3 separate regions of the Mus musculus genome follow, and regions 1 and 3 are each linked to region 2. Evidence: chromatin contacts called from public HiChIP or PLAC-seq data. All regions are on one chromosome and are shown on one strand. The core of a region is the stretch at or near the end of the contact, and the rest is flanking DNA. Distances in the headings are between cores, read along the strand shown. Region 1 has its middle 8.3 kb from the start of Gm26176. Region 2 holds the start of Chaserr (CHD2 adjacent suppressive regulatory RNA). Region 3 overlaps Chd2 (chromodomain helicase DNA binding protein 2).

Region 1 (3,002 bases), core at 425-2,924, 80 kb after region 2:
GAAATAAAATCTGCTTTAAAACAGCTTTGAATGGATCGCAGCCAAGATACAAACCCTGCAGATGTGTCAGACAGCTGCCTATTTTGAGGATACTGTCAAACTTGCACCAACGGGGGCCATCATCAGTAAACTACAGCACCAGAAACCCATGGGGGGGCCTCGTGATGCTTCCGGAAGCTGAGCACTAGGATTGATGTTAGAATGGCAAGCTGCTTTTGTTGCGACTATGACTCTAAATCATGTATCATCCTTTTTATGAAGGCCAGAAGCGGATTGATGGGACTTGGGCATACAGAAGCAGTGATCTAAGCACAGGGCATCTCCCTCCATCACAGCACATCTCCCTCCATCTTCCCTGCCCATCCCCAGCACAAGCCAGAGGGCTCAGAAGAGCATAAGTCACCTACTTGGATGTTCCAAGAGTGTGCCCCAGGTCAGAGCAACAGCTAAGGCTTCTCCCCTTTGCTTTCTTCCAGGTTGTATTTCCATAGCAGGACAAGGGTGGCCTGAACTGTGTCTTAGCAAGGGTTTTACTGCTGTGAACAGACACCAGGACCAAGGCAACTGTGAAAAGGACTACATTTAATTGGGGCTGGCTTACAGGTTCAGAGGTTCAGTCCATTATCATCAAGGCAGGAACATGGCCGGATCCAGGCAGACTGGTACAGGAAGAGCTGAGAGTTCTACATCTTCCTCTGAAGGTTGCTGGCAGACTACTCCCTTCCAGGTAGCTAGGATGAAGGTCTTATAGCCCACACCCACAGTGGCACACCTACTCCAACAAGGCCACACCTCCTAATAGTGCCACTCCCTGGGCCGAGCATATACAAACCACTACAACCTCTAAGAGAGCCCATGCAATGGGATTCTATGAAGGCAGGGGAGATCATAATGTGTTTGAGTGTGGGTGGGCCAGATAGAGCCATGAAATTCAGGAGTTCAGGGGTCATGAGAGCCATTAGGGAGCTTGTCTTTCAGTAGCCAGTCCTGGGCTTCCAAGACTGAGTCACTTTTCACTGACCTTTGACAGACACAGGAAGTCTATTCTTTTCACCAGCTATGTGGGTAACATGAAACTCAGTGTCATCTTTCAAACAACTTAAATATTTCATAACTGGCCCCGGGCAGGAGGATCTATGAGAGGTGATTCTGAATCCCTGTCTTTTGTCCAGCAGAGCGACTCTACGCCATGCAAACTTGTGTTTTTTTCCAGGTGAATGTGAGGCTATCTATATTGGGCTACTTTTTCTTTTCTATTGAGCTAGAAGGGGAAGCTGTGGCGTCTACTCCTATTTGTCTTTGAAGAGGAGGTAAGGATAAGGAGGAGAGGCTGCCCGTCTTTAATTGGAGCATGGCAGGTGGTTTTCAAGAGCAAATGGCACCCTTTCCTTGAATGGCACCAGGCACACAATTCATGGGCTTGCCAGGTTTGATGGAAGGATATGCAAATCTGACTCAATTCACAGCCTCACTTAACAGTTCAGTTGTAATTGCATCTAATTGAGGCTTATTCATAAATGTCATTGATGTAAAAAAAACTGCGTTGATGTAGAGGAGTCCACCTCAAAGAAGGATGATTACTTCACAGCGGAAACCCCACTGAAGAACATCACTGTTGCTAAGACAACCGAGAGTGAAGCTGGTTGCCCACGGTTACCCATGTACCAAATGTCATTGGTGGATGAGTGTTAGCTTTGAATGGGCCTCAGGAGCACAATGAGGAAGGGCAATGGGAACTGCCTAAGTGAGTGTGAAGAGACATGTCCTTGCACCCTCCCCTCCCCTCAGGCATTTCAGAGCCCCCCCCCCCCCCCCCACTTCCCAGCCTTTGTCAACTCACTGAAGAATCTGTCTCATTAAAGGCCCATTTGGTCAGAACCTAAAGGTCCTCAAACAGCGCTTCCTTCAAAAGTCATTTTTTGGGGGTGGAGCAGGGTAGGTTCTTTCTCTTTAAAAATTTGTTAAGGGGCTGGAGAGATGGCTGATTCAGTAGCAGAGAGTGCATACCTGCTCTTCCTGAAGAGCTAAATTCAGTTCTCAGTACCTGGGTTGGAGAGCTTATAACCACTTGTAAATTCAGTTCTAAGGAATCCAACACCCTCTTCTGGCCTCCTGGGGCATCGGCACACACATAACATTCACATTCATGCACACACATGGAAATATGTATATATGTGTGTGTATTTATATATGTGTATGTGTATACACACATATACAAATACATATATATGTATATCTTTATATGTGAAAAATATATATTTAGACAGGCTTTCTCTGTATAGCCCTGGTTATCCTGGAACTAGCTCTGTAGATCAAGCTAGCTGTGAATTCAGAGATCTGCCTGCCTCTCTCTTCTGAATGCTGGGATTAAAAGTGTTCACTGCACCCAACTATGTAGAAATAATTAAAAAGGGCTGGAGAGATGGCTCAGTGGTTAAGAGCACCGACTGCTCTTCCAAAGGTCCTGAGTTCAAATCCCAGCAGCCACGTGGTGGCTCACAACCATCCGTAATGAGATCTGACATCCTCTTCTGGTGCAACTGAAGACAGCTCATAAATATCTTTGTCAGGTGTGGTGGTGCACGCCTTTAATCCCAGCACTCAGGAGGCAGAGGCAGGTGGATCTCTGAGTTTGAGGCCAGCCTGGTCTACAGAGTGAGTTCCAGGAGAGCCAGGGCTATACAGAGAAACCCTGTCTCAAAAACAAAAACAAAAACAAAAACAAACAACAAAAAAAGAAATAATTAAAACTTTTTTTTTTTTTTTGGTATGTGAGTGAACTATCTGTGTAATATGTAGGCTTCAAGATGTAGAATTTCTGGGCTGATTTGTGTAGATTTGTAATTCTAACTTGCTTTCCACAGATTCTGTACTGATCTGCATTATCAGGAGCAGAGTACGTGAGAATTCTGCATGGTTTAAAGGCTGCAATCTCCTTGATGCGCTTTGTCCCACGGGGGAACGTACATATTTCAGTTTCTCCAAATGCTGTGAAGATTGCC
Region 2 (3,187 bases), core at 523-3,022:
TGATAAAATATTCCACAGCATTCTTTTGAAAAAACAAAATTAGTACTGAGAAATTCTGAGAAATCAAGGTATGGGCAACTGATAGACTATGTCTACCCCATAAAAGGTATTCCAATTGTTTTCTACTGTAAATACCCGATGAAATAAGGTCCAATCAACCCGCACCTTTGATTTTAGATGAGCTACGTAAGTCTCCCCAACACTGTCTTTACGCAGTTATTCACCTTTACAGCACAAGAGCTCCGCAGAATGAAGACAAATATATTCAAAAATACACAAAGGTCTGAACACTCCTAGTCTTCCAACGACTGATCCTAAATTACCTCAAATAATTTTTAAATGAGTATGCAGAAACAAATTTTTTAAAACTGTTGTTTCCATACTGTTCCGTTTCTAAGCACACCTCGACTTTTATACGTGCAACAAATGCAACAAATATGGCCCCTCTTCATCGCCCATCAATGGCAGTCTTACTTCAGGATTTACACTAAGTAACTTAAAGAGCTCTGCTTTTAGAATATTTCTTAACTTTTACGGCCAAGGTTTCTAATAGTATACACTCTCTTTTAAACAAGATGAATTTTAACTTGTAAAGGGTCGGAACCGCCTCAAGTTAGATTTAACATTCAAGTGAGAAGTTGCTGATAACGGCTTTACCTACTCATTTAAAAAAGTATCAAACAGTACGGTTATGTTCAAGTATCAGGATGTCAAATGGTCTTAACGAAAGTTCTCGGTAAAAATAAGCTGTATTCATCAAACGCCATCATCTTGCACCATAATTATCAAATCTACTTCCTTTAAACTGCCTTGTTGCCGTCGTCATTTTTGAAATACTAGATGCACTCCTGTAACTTGCCTTTTCTAAAAGACAACAAACGTCACGGACGTTTAACAAGCTGAAAGGTACCTTTGCATCTAGAACACTAACAGCCGTTCTCAAAAGCAGCTTAGAAAGAGTTAAAAGCCAACACCCAACAGGGAGAAGGGGGGAAAAAGACAAGTTTTATTTTGGTTTAAGCGAAGTGAGAGGTTCCATTGTTCTTTTAGATCCGACCCCAAAGATGGGTTCCCACCTCACTGGAAAAGATTTTTAAAAGCCCATCAACGGAGGATTGTTGTTATTTCTCGCTAAGTATCGAAGTAACTCACCAGAGCAAGCAGGGGTTCCACGGCGCGGCCGCCGCCCTCTCCCCGCTGGCTCGGACCGCAGCGCGGCGCCCGGCTGGGTATGCAGCGGGAACGCGGTGGCCCGACCCCGTGCTCCCGTGGCATCGGCCCTCCGCGGCAGTGCCCGGGGCTGCGTGTGCAGAGCCAGCCGGCAGCCACCCGCCGCCCCTCCCGCCCGCGCTCAAGGACGTCGTGCTTTTCCTCCCAAGGACAAAGGACAATAAAGGGAGCAGGGGAGCTACTCACCGGGTCGAAGCGCGGCCCCTGCCGCCATCGGCTCGCTCTTCCTCGCGTGTCCAGGACGGGTCGCCCGCCGCAGCCTCCCGCCCGCGGCGCGAAGCCGCCTCCCGGCCGCGCGCGACACCAGCACCGCCGCTGCCGCAGCGGAGCCACGGGCGTCGTGGGCCCGGCCTCCCCGGGCGCTCCGGCCGCGAGCTCCCACATCGCGCGCGGCCGCCTCGCCCCAGCCGCGGCCTCCCCGCTCTCCCAGAGCCCTCCAGGACGCCGGGGTAGCGCTCCCAGCGCAGCGGCGAGCCCACGGGCCGCGGCAGACCGCCTGACAGCTGGGCTTGCTGCTGCCTCTCCGGCCATCTTGTGCCGTGTGTGGTGTCTCTCCCGTCTCCTCGCTCGGCTTTCCTCCCTCCTCCTCCTCCCCCCGCCCCACACACCACACAACATGGCCTCTTCGCTGCGGCGGGAGCTGCGGCGGCGGCTAGAGCTCCGCGGCGCTCCAGCTCGCTCCCCTCCCCCAACCTCCCGCCTGCAGCTCCGGGACCCCCAGTGCGCACGCGCGCCGACACCCGCCCGCGGCGGCCATTGGCTGGGCTAGCTTCCTGCCCTCGCTTCCCGGAGCGGCATCACGCACTTCGTTCGTACCTTCCTCCCGCCCCAACTGCATACTATTGGTCAGTTCTGAACCCACCGCTTCCATGTTCTCAGCACCAATAGGGCTTATTTAATGCCAATCATAGCCCGTGGGCGTTTCAGGAGAGAAGTCCTGACCTGCGATTGGCAGATAGTGAAACTCTGGGTTTGCGGGGAGAGACGTAACTTTCTGCTCCGCAGTGCGGACCCTCGAAGGTAGTTTGTGTACGGACGAGCCATTAAAAGCTAACCTTTCCTGTTTCTGACTTGAGATTTTTTTCGTCCACAAAGGAAGAGGAAGTGATAGAGCGAAAACGACATGATTGACAAGATAAGCAAAAACTGCAGAACCTTCCTTCTTGGGCAAGCGCCATAGCCTCAGGATTTTTTGCCCCTAAGGAACCAGACCACAGGCAGGTTATGACCAGCACATTCGCTAACCTAATATCTGACTTGATATACCACTTATTTGAGGTAATCTAGTAGCATGCCCAGTAGTCCTGAGGGCCTAACAAACCAGCCTCTTAATTCTGATTAGCTGGATCCCACATTTTAGGGCAGCGTTGTTGAAGTGGTAGTTTAAACATGTCTATCCAGCTTTCCCCCAGAGAATTACACAGTACAAGCTTCATTTCCTCTCAAAAACTCCACTCTTTTACATTTCTTCTTCCCACTTCTGCCTGGAAACAAGTTTAGGCAGAATACAAATGAATCTCTGAACCGTCTGTCCTCAAGTATCTAAGGAAGTTGTTCTCGCACAGAAGCGGAATGTGGAAATGTTTCTTTTGGCAAGGGGCTAGGGGAAAAGAAAATATGCTATTAGTTTCCATGAGGGAAAAACACTTTTAAGAAGGGGCTTGCTTGTTGAGATGAGAGGAACAGTTCTAAAATTCTCTTGAAACTTAGTTTGCTCCTGGGTTAAAAATCACATTACTTGATCATGGACCACAAAAGTCGTTCTAGTTCCCTTTTGGAGGGGTGTGGAATCAGGTCTCTTTAACATAGTGTTGGCTGTCCTGATGTTTTTTAACGTTAATTTGAGCGTGTGTATGTGTCTGTCTGTCTGTCCACATTAAGTGTCACAGCACTTAATGTACACAGGAGGTGAAAGGACACAGTATAGGAGTCGCTTCTCTCCTACATCAGGCTTGTC
Region 3 (2,948 bases), core at 401-2,900, 78 kb before region 2:
GCGTATGTATCAAAGTTCATTCTACTGAACTGGCCCATCATGCCCTTGCCTTCCTGTTCTTTCAACCCATAAATGTGGTAAGCCAGTAGGAAGCATCACTAGTTCAGCCTGAGGAGCTGACGGAAATCAGTGCATGCTTGCCCAGTGAGGAACAACAAAACCAGGCATCTTTTAGAATAGGAGAGTATCCTGGTCTCTTGTCAAGACAGGACAGGGCTGCTACAAAATTGTTTAACACAATTGGTTAAACTGGAAAGACACCCCCATATACAAAGTCCAAGTTATGCAAATATTAAAGCCATGCACAATGTACCTCAGACCCATCTGCATTGAAGTGATCCAGTGCCTGCTTTCGGATTTCCCCCTTGATAGAACCATCCAGGCGCTGTAAAAGGAAACCACAAGAAAAGTCTTGAGTGAGGAAGATCGGCCACACTCAGAATAGAACACCAAGCTTGCAACCTTCACCTCCCAGACTTCACTGAGTAAAAATAACTGGGAATGGCTGGCAAAGGGCTCTGAAGGTATGTGTAAACAGCATGGCTGCTGCGACCTCAGCTCTCCAGTTACAGACGCAAGGTCACAAGTTCCTAATTCAAAGGCTGACCCAAGGATCACAATGTCTACCAAAACCCACAAGGAAAGAGATGAAAACCCAGCCCGTGTGCTGAGGAGACAGTAACTCTAGTCACTTAGTAAGTGGCTCCTACTGAAAAACAATACATCTTAGGCATCATAGCTTTTTAACATTAAATGCTATAGAAACCAAACTACAGCACATTTGGAAACTACTGAAAACGTTCAAAATTAATTGACCATATATGGAGATTTTTCTAAAATTTACATCTAAAATCACTATAAACTATTCAAATAGTAAAACTGTATCATCAACTCAAGTCTCAGGCACTGACTCAAGCATATAATTTTTTATTAGTTATTTATTTTATTAGTTAGTTTATTACTTTGAGGTACAGGGCAATTACCAAATATATACACAAAGCAAATACTGAACTGTGTAATTAAAAGGCATGTCTCAGCATGTAGAACTACTTTCACATTTCATCCCTTAAAAATCATCCTTAAGATGAAACCTTGATTTTACAAAAGGTCAAGATGACTCAGGCAGAGTCTGCAAAGACCTATATCCCTGCAAGGCCATGAGAGGCACAGCCCCTTAAACCATAACAGGTACACACGTGGGAGCTATTGACCTTATAATAAATCTGCACAGAGACTGGAACCAAAGGCATTTGCAAAGGCAGGCTCACAACAGCATCTGAAGGAAGAAATCCCGCCTATAAAAGTCCACTGTACAGAAGCATCAAGTCACCTCTGCTGAGAAGTCACTACCACTTGTTTCAAGAACTCCTCCTGCTTGGCTCCCAGCCTCAAACCAAAGCCACACCCTACAGGGTTAAGATAAAACAACAAAGCTGCCTCTTTTCTTCTTAGAATCTGAGACTCTATTTCAGACTCACACTTCCTCCGACCTACTTTGACAATAGATAAAGACAGGTAGCACAGGTACTTTTCTCATGCCAAGTTTTCTTGTTGCTAATCTTTCCTTCTACATTGTCCTTAGTGCTACTGATCGTAGGGTTAGCAGGTAAAAAGCCTCTGGACCTGAGCTAAAGCTCAGATCTCACAGTGGAAAGAGAGAAATCAAGTCCTCATAGTTATCGTCTCATCTCCATTCGGGAACCATGGTACACACGCCTGTCCATGTGGCCTCATCCACTTATTCTCTCTAATAATAAAGTGTTGCCAGGCAGAGTGGCACATGCCTTTAATCCCAGAACTTGGAAGGCAAAGGCAAGTATGTGAGTTCAAGGCCACCTGGCCTACATAGTAAATTCCAGGACAGCCATGGCTGCACAGTGAAATCCTGTCTCAAAAAAACAAAACACAAACAACAACAACAAAGTGTTTTTTTAAAACGTATGACCTTCACATGGTCATTATCATCAGAGTAATCTAAAGGCAAGAAGAAAAGCAGGTCTGCCTGCAGCTTTAATGTTAGACTCTGGGGGGAAGAGAGTCACTGAGCCATCTTACCTGGAAAGGATAGTGTTTGATAGTCAGGTACTCGGCCAGGATATCCAACATCCTCACCATCTGAGAGAAGATAAGGACTCTGTTTCCCCTTTCTCGGAGTCTTGTCAACAGTTTGTCTAACAGGATCAGCTTCCCACTGCTCCTAATTAGAGACTGAAGATTCAGAAGACATCTCACTCGTTATGTTCAAACACAGTGCTCTTTAAACGCGGCACCCACGCTACTATGTACTTCCAGCATTGTTACTGAGTTTCCTCATCATGCTTGCTCCTTTGGAGACAAGGTCTCACTATGTAGCTCATGTGAGCCTTGAACAAGCTGTTCTCAAACTTAAGTCGCTTCTGCCTCCAGCACATATCCAAACACCCCTGTCATATCCAAGGGCTCTCTCAATTCCACGCCACTACTGACGTCTGGCTTTCCTTGTGTTTTTGAAAGCTTCCTTTGATACTCCTTGAAGGATAATCAAGGAAGAGAAGGAATACTTATACTTCAAATAAAACTCTAAAACAGCCCTGACTCACTCCAGAGGGCGAGTGCGAGCAAGAGGAGGTGCTCACCTGAAGGACCTCCTGGCCGCTCTCCCTCTCGCTGTCCTCGGGAGCTTTGATCAGATAACAGTGGTTGCAGCACTTTTTCAGCTCCATCACGATATTAAGGAAGCCAGATGTGCTGCCTCTGGTCCCTTTGGCAAGAGCCTTGTAATTCCTGGTCAGGATCCATCTGCAATGGGAAACATTCATTCAAGTAAGCAGGGCTTACGGCGCTGTAGGAAAGCAAAGTGAAAAGACAGATTTTTACTTTCTGTCTCCTGTAACCTAAACATGATCCTTCACATCTGCAGGCAGGCGTAAAAAGGTCAATGATTGAACCAAGTACGTCAACCTCACTGA

Evidence for each region. HiChIP or PLAC-seq counts read pairs in DNA pulled down with a chosen protein or histone mark.
Region 1: a contact with region 2 is called in an H3K4me3 HiChIP or PLAC-seq map of embryonic basal ganglia, with 2.0 times the contacts expected there. The contact joins the enhancer-like site here to the promoter of Chaserr in region 2. A contact is called at or near these places in 4 of 39 promoter capture datasets (embryonic stem cells, hematopoietic stem and progenitor cells, neural stem cells and 1 more), 3 of 15 datasets of contacts at CTCF or cohesin (CD8 T cells, the NIH/3T3 cell line and embryonic stem cells), 37 of 484 Hi-C or Micro-C datasets (CD4 T cells, CD8 T cells, the CH12 cell line and 23 more), 38 of 115 datasets of contacts at active chromatin or transcription factors (CD8 T cells, DN3 thymocytes, the HPC-7 cell line and 24 more) and 6 of 9 other capture datasets (adipose tissue, embryonic stem cells, embryonic tail and 3 more).
Region 3: a contact with region 2 is called in an H3K27ac HiChIP or PLAC-seq map of embryonic stem cells, with 7 read pairs. The contact joins the enhancer-like site here to the promoter of Chaserr in region 2. A contact is called at or near these places in 2 of 484 Hi-C or Micro-C datasets (CD4 T cells and nephron progenitors), 3 of 115 datasets of contacts at active chromatin or transcription factors (the SCID.adh cell line and embryonic stem cells) and 3 of 9 other capture datasets (adipose tissue, liver and pancreatic islet).

What each region holds. Positions count from the first base shown.
Region 1 is chr7:73,636,282-73,639,283 of GRCm38.p6, forward strand. No RefSeq gene overlaps it. Among named protein-coding and RNA genes, the nearest start is that of Gm26176, 8.3 kb to the right of the region's middle. Within about 2 kb of position 1,675, at least 48 of the 459 cell types and tissues checked have an H3K27ac peak or open chromatin away from gene starts, as enhancers often do. A contact at or near this core is called in embryonic basal ganglia, embryonic cerebral cortex, lateral ganglionic eminence and 2 more, where this site is marked.
Region 2 is chr7:73,556,623-73,559,809 of GRCm38.p6, forward strand. Chaserr (CHD2 adjacent suppressive regulatory RNA) reads right to left here and starts at 1,773. Exons shown (of 5, transcript NR_037569.1): 1 at 1,417-1,773. RefSeq lists a cis regulatory region at 1,255-2,344.
Region 3 is chr7:73,478,346-73,481,293 of GRCm38.p6, forward strand. It overlaps Chd2 (chromodomain helicase DNA binding protein 2), which reads right to left. Exons shown (of 39, transcript NM_001081345.2): 18 at 2,616-2,778; 19 at 2,056-2,208; 20 at 314-385. Among named protein-coding and RNA genes, the nearest start is that of Chd2, 62 kb to the right of the region's middle. Within about 2 kb of position 1,651, at least 31 of the 459 cell types and tissues checked have an H3K27ac peak or open chromatin away from gene starts, as enhancers often do.